Regions from separate parts of the Mus musculus genome. Here region 1 is linked to region 2. A link is a contact called in public HiChIP or PLAC-seq data. All regions are on one chromosome and are shown on one strand. The core of a region is the stretch at or near the end of the contact, and the rest is flanking DNA. Distances in the headings are between cores, read along the strand shown. Region 1 holds the start of Acp5 (acid phosphatase 5, tartrate resistant). Region 2 holds the start of Pde4a (phosphodiesterase 4A, cAMP specific).

What was found. HiChIP or PLAC-seq counts read pairs in DNA pulled down with a chosen protein or histone mark.
Region 1: an H3K27ac HiChIP or PLAC-seq map of thymic regulatory T cells shows a contact between it and region 2, with 6 times the contacts expected there. The contact joins the promoter of Acp5 here to the promoter of Pde4a in region 2. A contact is called at or near these places in 1 of 39 promoter capture datasets (liver) and 2 of 115 datasets of contacts at active chromatin or transcription factors (microglia and thymic regulatory T cells).

Annotation. Positions count from the first base shown.
Region 1 is chr9:22,129,039-22,133,714 of GRCm38.p6, forward strand. Acp5 (acid phosphatase 5, tartrate resistant) reads right to left here and starts at 2,827. Exons shown (of 5, transcript NM_001102404.1): 1 at 2,699-2,827; 2 at 825-1,091; 3 at 493-620. The coding sequence starts at 1,091.
Region 2 is chr9:21,163,911-21,168,831 of GRCm38.p6, forward strand. It overlaps Pde4a (phosphodiesterase 4A, cAMP specific), which reads left to right and starts at 1,804. Exons shown (of 15, transcript NM_183408.3): 1 at 1,804-2,322. The coding sequence starts at 2,018. Gm36118 (a long non-coding RNA gene) reads right to left here and starts at 1,758. Exons shown (of 3, transcript XR_870565.1): 1 at 1,019-1,758.

The sequences.
Region 1 (4,676 bases), core at 1,577-4,076, 970 kb after region 2:
CTTTGGAGGCTGAGGCAAGAGAATCTTAAATTTTTGAGACCAGCTAAGACCACATAACAAGATCCCATCTCAAAAATGAGCAGCTGAATGTAGGGATGTTTGTGTGAAATCCTGCCACTTGGGAGTTGGAGGGTCAGTTCAAGATATCCTTGGCTACATAGCCAGTTCAAGGCCAGCCTGGGCTACACAATACCCTGTTTTAACAAAACCAAACCCAGACCTTCTGAGGGCAGTGCCATGGTCCAGTGAGAAAAGCGCCCGCTGCCTGATGACCTAAACTCCATCCCTGCAGCTACACAGGAGGAGAAAACTGATCCCATAATCTGTCCTCTGGCCTGCACACATGGGCTGTGCCCCCAATAAATAAAACACACACACACACACAGACACACACACACACAGAGACATACACACAGACACACACAAACCAAAAGCCAAAGGAACTCTTTGTCTCTGAGTGACAGTCTCTTCAGGGAAAGAGGGAAGGCTCACCAGCGCTTGGAGATCTTAGAGTATGCAATCTGTGCAGAGACGTTGCCAAGGTGATCATGGTTTCCAGCCAGCACATACCAGGGGATGTTGCGAAGGGCACGGTCAGAGAACACGTCCTCAAAGGTCTCCTGTGGCAGACAGTAAGGGCATCCCTCCTCTGGAGTCAACAGCCACTCTGCAGCTTCCACCGAATCAGAAATCAAGGGCAAGGGAACCAATGGAAGCCCGAGGTACCCAAAGGCATCCTTCTGCCTTCTGCTCTCCCCAGAGGAAGGTCCCAGTGTGAAGTGACCTCACCGCTGTCACCTCTGACCCTGCTGTTGAGCACATACCTGGAACCTCTTGTCGCTGGCATCGTGCACTCCAGTGAAGTAGAAATTGTCCCCCAGAGACATGATGAAGTCAGCGCCCATCGTCTGCACGGTTCTGGCGATCTCTTTGGCATTGGCCATTTCCCGGGCTGTGTGGAATGGGGCATTGGGGACCCCTCCCCAGTCGCCCACAGCCACAAATCTCAGGGTGGGAGTGGGGGCTGTACCGTGGGTCAGGAGTGGGAGCCATATGATTTGTAGGCCCAGCAGCACCACCCATGAATCCATCTGTGAGGAAGAGAGGGAGTTCAGAGTCTCTGGTGAGGACAGAGAGCGAGACCCTGGTCCAAGCAAAGAAAGACTAGCCCGCTGAGCCTGGTCTCACGGTGCATGCCTATAAACTCAGGCACTACCATGGAGGTGGAGCAACTGGACCAGAAGTTCAAGGCCAGCCTCAGCTACATTGGGAAGTTTGAAAAATGGAAACAGAAAGTCTGAGATAAAGACATAAGACCGGTCTTAAGACACACACACACACACACACACACACACACACACACCCTAGCCATCTACAGCCGTCAGTTCCACAGACACACCAGTAGCAATTGGGCCTGCAAGGAGCTGAGGAGCTGGGAAGGTGGCCCCCACAGGCCTCTTCCACCTCGCTCCTCTGACACTTACCCTGGAGGAAGCACAGGTGGTCAGAGAGGCTGCAAGAGGCAGTTAAGCTCCTGGACCAAAAGCGGTGATCACCGAGTCTTTATTCTCTGGGGCAGAAGTGCATCATTGGGAAAGATGATGCATTTTCTCCGAGGATTGTCCAGAAGCCCTCCCCTTGGGTCATGTGAGCACTGGACTTCCCCAGAACTGGAAATGGGGCTGGGGCGGGGGCACCCAGGCCAGACTGAGCCGTGAAAAGTTTCTCGAAGCCAGCACAGTCAGCCAGGGTCTGATGGTAATGTGTACTGGGCATCTGTAGGTCCCGAGTTTGACTGTTCACTGCACTGAGGCTGTTCTAGGCTGAACGTCTGTGTTTTCACACCCTTGGCTGTCTGTAACTCGCTGTCACTTTTTCTGGGTGGGTGTCTCGACTCTAGCATGGGAACCTCAGTGGCTTGCCTGTGACATACACTCCAATTATTTTTTTTTTTTTGTTTTTGTTTTGAGACAGTGTCTCAAGAAGCCCAGGCTATCCCTAACTTCCTCCCTGGGTAGCCAAAGATGAGCCACTTCCAAGTGTTGGAATTACAGGCCTAAATAATTCCTCTGTGGCGCCCATGTAACAGCCCCCTGTCTCCTCTGTGTTTTGTAAGTCCTAGTGCAAATTGTGTATCTGGAGTCATCTAAGTGTGGGACTGTCTCCGAGTTCCCCCTCGCCATCATAAACAGCAGCAATAACTGCCTTTTCCAGGAAGTTCTGTCCACACTCTTCCATGGCCTTTCCCACACCCGGTTTCCAGCCTAAGGAACTTCCAGAAGGCACACACCACGTGGCTGGCTGTAGCCTTTTGACCTTGGCACCTACAGCAGTCAGCTGCAGGCTGTTTCGACCGCAGAGCCCAGCGCTGTGGTGGGTGTGGCCAGCTTCCCACCTCCTCCCCTCCCTCCTTAACTTCACAAGCCGCCCAATCTTTCCAGACTCCTTCCTTGAACACTCACCACCAACCCCTCCGGTCCCTGCAAGCTCGGATTCTGGAATCTCTCGTTCCGTGCTTTGCATAAAGGCTCAGAGAGGGTCAGCGACTCACCCCAGGTCACCCAGCGAAGAGTTTGCCTTGCATTCCCCACTCGCACCTCTCAGTAGAGGCGAACAGGAAGGAAGTGGGGTGGCCCCAACAGACAGAGACCCCCTCCCCCGTGGGAGGCAGAGCAAGGGCCTGGCGGGCGAGTCTCACCTTGGCGGTGGGTCCAGGACAAGCTGTGCTACCCAACTGAGCTGCGGATTCGCGGCGGGTCGCTCCGGGCTGCACGAGTTGGGAAGAGGCGGCGCGGGCCAGCCTTCGCCCACGGCTCCCTGCCTGCCCTACAGAGTCCAGAGTTGCAGAGGGCGGGTGCCTCGGTTTCCCCGCCCCAATCCTGCCTCAGCCATTACCTGGCGCCTCGCCTCCAAGGTTCAGAGTCCCAGGAGTTAAGGGAGACCCGGGACCTGATTTCAATACCACCTGCCTTCGACTTTTGGGGTGCTCACAGCCTCTGGTGGCCGCGCAGGGGAGGTCCAGCCCCGGACTGAGCCAGGCTCGGTCTCCCGGTCTTTAAAATGGGTGAGAAGATACCAGGCTGGTGGCAGGTCAGCGGTGGAGGGCTTGCTTGGCCCCAGAGCGGCTCGGGTTCCATCCCAGCAGTGGGTTTGGGGCGCGCGGGGGGGCGGAGGAGGGGATTTGACTGAGCTATCTGTGCCAGATAACAGCCACCTGTAAAACAGGCCTTCAAGATTGATCGGGAGAGAAGGAATTTAGGCAGAGAGGGACCCAGAGGGGCGGAGCAAAGCCATCCTCTTCCGCACACTGCAGGTCTTTCCTGTTATTTCAAACAAGAAATTTTGCCGGTTTGCAGGGAGGCTGGGGTGTGACTCAGTTGGTAGAGTGCGTGCCAACACGTACGAAGCCCTAGGTCACAGACGCAGGCCGGTATACACCAGGTGCGCAGTGTAACCCTGGGCCGTGGAGGTCAGAGGGTCAAGAGTTCATGATAAATCTCAGCTCCATAGCAAGTTCAAGACCTGAGACTGTCTCATTCATAAATAAATAGGTTGTCCTTAGAATTCCACAAAATAAAGCTGGGCCAGAATGGGACTCACTTCTTTAATCCCATCACTCGAGAGGCGGAAGCAGATCTCTGAGTTAAAAGGCGGCCTGATCTATATAGCAAGTTCCAGGATATCCACAGCTACACAGAGAAACCCTGTCTCTAAAACCAAAACAAAACCTAAACAGAACAACAAAGGAATCCCAAAGAATAAAGTCTGGCGATGGGCCTTCGAGATGGCTCAGAGCGGCACTTTCTGGCAAGACTTGAGAGCCTGAGTTCCATCAGGTTTCCGGAAGGAGAGCACCGGCTCCCAAAAGTTGTCCTCTGACCTCCACATCCGGGTTGTTGCCCTACCAATAATAAGTAAGTAAATAAATGTAATAAAGATTTAAAGAGTCCTGGTGTGGTAGATCATGTCTGTTAATGGCAGGAGGATTGGAGTGAGTTTGAGACAACTGGGCTAAATAGGGAGGACTGGGTCAGCCTGGGCTAAAGTGTGAGATCCTGTCTAAAAAATACACTTCCCCAAAAAATGAATTCCTGAGAAAAAGAACATAATCCCAGGGGTTGCTATCTTTCACATGCCCAGTGCACTCATAACTGTACACTGCTCCAGTGGTTATCTCTCACATAGCCCAGTGCACTCATAACTGTACACTGCTCTTGCAGAGGACCAGGTTTGGTTCCCAGGACACATGCGGGGAGGCTCACAACTGCCTGTAACTTCAGCTCCAGGTCAACTGATGCCTCTGCAGGCCTCCGAAGGCACCTGCACTTGTGTGCATATAGACTCACACAGGCACCTGCACAAGTGAAAAGAATAAATAAATCTACACACTCCTAGAGACCTGCCGGTAGTTAACAGGTACCGAAGGATGGAGAGGCAGTTTCTTCAGTGGTGAGATTCCCATGCTCCTGTAAGCAAGCCTTAGGAAACTCACGCGCACACACACACACACAGTGCGCACATGCGTGCATGCACGCGCACACACACACACACACACACACACGCACACAGTGCGCACATGCGTGCATGCATGCACGCACACACACACACACACACACAGTGCGCACATGCGTGCATGCATGCACACACACACACACACACACACACATGTTCACAAT
Region 2 (4,921 bases), core at 554-3,053:
GGCTTTGGGGAACACCTGGGGCTGTTGGTGGGGGGCCAGTTCTTATGCCGCGCTCCTTCACCCACGCTAGGAGTCCCCTCCTGCTAGAGAAAAGCGGTTGAGGAAGTTGGAAATTGGGAAAGGTTCAATTGCCTGTGTGTTAATAAGAACGGGGGTGGGGGCAAGAATACAAGGCTTGTCCCCCTAGACGACCAGGAGAGGTGATGTAGGGGGCGAGGGCTTGGGCCAAGGGACATTGCAGCACCTGAGCAGCGATCTAGCCTGGGAGGGAAGTGAGAAACGGGAGGGCACACAGCACTCCACCCCCCAGCCCAGCAGCCATCGGGGCTCAGCCAGAGCCGGGAGGAGGGATGGCGACTCGCTCGGATTCCCACTCGCTCTTTGCTCGTTCGCTCGGCACGGCGCTGAGGGAGGCGGGAGCGTGAGTCACGGCAACTCCGGATTTAGGTGCCGGAAGGGGGGTTCTGAGGGCGGGGGACGCGGGGAAAAGGCTCCGATTGTTTACTCGCCTGAAAACGTCAGGGGTGGGTTTCACCCTCCAATGCTCTCCTATCCCAGCTACCCCTCCCACCTGCCTCAGTTTACCTTTCGAAGAACAGCTTAAAGTCTTTAAAAATTAAAAGAAGAGGGGGCGGCGATTGGGCCAGCGGGATTCTCAGTGGGTAAGGGCGTTTGCCTCCAAGCTTGCCTATTTGAATTCGATTCCCAAGGCCCACTAGGGAATCGTTAGGAGAGAACTGACTTCTGCAGAATGTCCTCTGTCCTCTCCTATCCTCGGCATCTAATGGGTATTCGCAAGGACTGAGGGTGCACAGCTGGACCAAATCTTGCTGCAGTAGTTGAGATATGTAGCATTTGGATGATGAAGTGGGAGACTCGAGTTCCCATACACACACACACACACACACACACACACACACACACACACAAATAATGTAATTTAAAAATTCTGAAAGATAAGAGGTAGCGATACCTATATATTAGTCACAGGGGGACCCAAAGGGACACACTCCCATACCTCCAGATGCCTCCAGGCCGACCATACACCAACATGCGTCCTCAGTCACAGACAACTGAGGAAGAATCACGTGCACAACTCGCACCAGCATCCTCCCATTATAATGACAATACAGCGCCGGAGTGCGTGGGAAGGTGTGCACAGTCCTGGGCCACCGGAACAGACCCCACGGGACGCTCCGCCCTCCCGACGGGTCGTACACGTGCGCGCGCCTTCTTACACCCCCCCGACAGCAGCAGCGGGAGCAGTCACCACGTGCGCGCACACACTTCCAGGCGTCATCGAAAACATAGACAACCCTCGGAAGGGGCCACGTGCGCTCACATCCCGCCAGGCGGTGGAGGAGCCACACGCTGTCATTGGTCCTGCGTGCAATACTGTTAGCTTGCAGACACCGCGTCCTGGTGGCACGAGGACCACTCCCGCAAAAGGGGACCTGGGATAAAGGGTGACAGGGGTTCTAAAAACGAGGATACGACAGCCCCTGACTCCGCCCTAGCCTTGATGGATGCGGCTGAGTGACACCCCGCCAACCAGTCGGATGTCTTCGTCCCGATGCCATTAACCCTTTAACTCTTCGGTCCCTGTGCGTTGTTTGCTGCTCCAAAGGGCTCTTGGAGATTGGCGCGCGTTGGCGCCCCCTCCCCGGCGGGAATGGGTTGTGCGTGGGTGTGGAGGACCGCCACCCTCCTCTCCTTGGAGGAGGAGGGGGTGGCGCTGTGACAGTCGCCAGGCGGGCGGGCGGGTGGGGGGGCAGGGAGGGGCGGGCCGGGGCGGGGAGTCGCGGCTGGCGCCGGGTTCCGAGAGCGCAGCGGGCTCCAAGCGCCAGGAGGACACCGGCGCCGCCGCCGTCCGCGTTCTCCGTCCTTGGGCGCCATGGCCCCACTGAGGCCAGGAGCTCCCGTGGGTCCCCAAGCACCTCGGCCGTGGCGCCACTGAGCTCGGACAGGCCAGGGGACGTTTTTGCCCCCGGGCACCCCACAAGACAGAGCGGGAGCCATGGAGCCTCCGGCCGCCCCCTCGGAGAGGAGCCTGTCTCTCTCTCTTCCCGGGCCCCGAGAGGGCCAGGCCACCCTGAAGCCGCCCCCCCAGCACCTGTGGCGGCAGCCGAGGACCCCGATCCGCATCCAGCAGCGCGGCTACTCGGACAGTGCCGAGCGCTCAGAGCCAGAGCGCTCGCCGCACCGGCCCATAGAGCGCGCCGACGCCGTGGACACTGGCGACCGGCCAGGCCTGCGGACTACCCGCATGTCCTGGCCCTCGTCCTTCCACGGCACCGGTACCGGCGGAGGCAGCAGTAGGCGGTGAGACTCCCCCGGCGAGCGGAGCGCACAAGCGCTCGAGGGGCGCCACGCGCAATGCTGGCCAAAGGGGGCGCTGTGGGGCGGATGGGGGGGCCAGCGTGACCCGCGTGGGTGGAGAGAGGGGGCGCCACTGCACCAGAAGCCCTTTAACTTATGGGATACCCAGGGTAAAGTTGAGGGTCGGGGGGATCCATGCTGTTTTAGGGCTCTCTACAAGCTTAGCCAGTAATGGTACAGAGCAGCTGCTGGAATGGGAGTACCTCTTGGAGAGACTGACTGAGGCTGGACTAATTGTGGGGTGTCCTAGGGAACATTCGATAAGGGGTGACTGAAGAACCACGCTGGATACTTCCCATGGGGTAGCACACTAGACGCTAGTGGGTGGAGAATTGGATCAGGGCAGCCCTACAGTAGCTGGTGTTAGTCCAGGCTGTATTATGACTTGGAACAAGCCCTAGCCAGGCAGTTAGGGCTTCATGGCACCCCAAGGTGCCCCATGGACCTGTGCCAAGGGCATGTGAGGTCCCATCAAAGAAGAATTCCCACCTTTCTGAAGTGACAGATGAAGGTGTGTAGAGTAGCTGGGATTCCTGCCATGGTAGCCTCAGGGAGGGGTCTTCAGTTGTGTGTGACAGGCTGGGGCTGCCTGTACTTGGGGCTCTGCCTAACTCTGCTATGAAGACAGTGATTGTGACAGTGGCATTGTGCTTCTGGGCTTCTGTAACTGTCCCAGGGTGACTATGTTGGTGTCTGTCACAGAGCTGTAACAGCATGGCTGTATCTGTACTCCACAGAGTGCAGTTGTGACATGATGACAGTGATGGCTGGCTCTGCCATAGTGTCTGTGGTGGTGACAGAGTAACTGTGTCCTTGTGGGACCATGGTTAATGTGGCATAGTGACTGTTTGCTTCAAGGACAGCAGATCGACAGTTTCCATGTTCCAGGGGACACCTCCTTGCTGGCAGGATATGTTCCACAGACTCAGAGCTTTGGGGCTGTTATATGTGCCAACCTTCCCTGAGGCCCTGTGAGACAATGTGACCACTCTTGTGGTCAGCCGAGGCTGGCCTTGAACTTGTGACGGTCCTGCTTTGGCTTCCTAAGGGCTGAGATGGCAGATGCGCACCACTTTACCCAGCTCAGTCATGCTGTCACCTCTATCTAGTGGCAGCTCTAACAGTCATTACTCTGGCCGATAAGCCATGCATCATCTGCCCTGTGTACCTTAATTACCAGTGTCTTCTTGACATAGATAGTCCCAGTGATCACAGCCACTGTAAGTGGAGCCTCGGGGCTCTGACTGAGTTCACCAGGCCCCGGGGTGATGGACTTCCTACATTCACTCACAACTGCCTATTGCCTGAGTCCTAAAACAGGCCCCCTTAGACTATTACTGCAGTCTACCTACATCTTTCTGGGGAGCCCCCCCCCAGTTCCTACAGCACTCCAGCACTCCAAGGACACCCCTTCCTTTAGTACTCCTCAGTCCCAGCAGCTTGAGTCCCTACCAGGAAGCAAGTGTCAGGCTCCTGAGATCCTGTCCCCCCCCCCCCCCACCACCAGAGGGAACTAGTAGAGAGAAGCTGTTAAAAAAAAAAAAAGCAAACCTCACATCAACAGGAAATGCCAAGCCTGAGACTTGGAGTCTCTGAGGGCGCAGGGGGTGGAGCTCCAGAAATCAGGCCCTATTCCCTTTTAAGGCCCTGGGGACCTCTTGGACCCCTGGTGTCTGGTGACCAGGCTGAGTGGTAGTAATTACAATCCGGATGCCCTTTCCTTAATGGCTCGCTCCTGGGGCCTTTTCTGCTTTTCTCTACCCCTCCCCTTTACCTCTTTACCTCCTCCCTCCTTGCCAGCAGCCTGTGAGGGATCCCTGTTGGACTGGTGAGGAGACTGCAGATCAAAGAAGTAAAAAATTCCTTTCTCCTATGTCAATCTCGGACAAGCGGCTCGGAGCTTCTGGTTCAGGTACCCTTTGCAGGAGCATCCTCTAAACCGTGGCTTCCGGTTAGGCACTACCGGGCAGGAATCGGTGTGAGAAGGGTTTTGCAGAGATCCTTGCTGAGGCCTCTGGACTTAGAGGCAAACAGGATGCCACAGTGAAACGCTTGTCCTGTAGTGAGAAATCAAAAACAGGAATCCCGGCAGTCCCTGAGTCAGCTCGGGTTTCGGTTTCCCTGCGGGAGCTGGTGGCCTCTGGAGGCCACAGCTGGGACAGTCAAGTGGCTTGTGGACGATGCCACAGCATTGGCGTTGGTGCCAGTGTCCTGCACAGAAAGAGGAAGGGGACCAAGAAGATTCACAGTTTAGCTTCTGCACACATAGGGGATCCCCGCCACTCTCTATTGTGGAGCCCAGGCAACTAGCTCAAAGAGGCGTGCAGCCACCCCACTAGGCTGATAACACTCTACCCCCAGGGAAGGCACGTTTTAAATTTGAGGTGGCCTTTGCACTCAGTCCTCAGATCTGGCCCGGGGTGGGGGTTTGTACTTGAGATAGCGTTCCTGGCGCGGCCTATGGAGCTGAGTCACAGCCTCACTGTGATCTGTCAAAGACAGATGGAAGGCGAGGAAAGGCAGAGGCGAGGGGAGGGGGGGG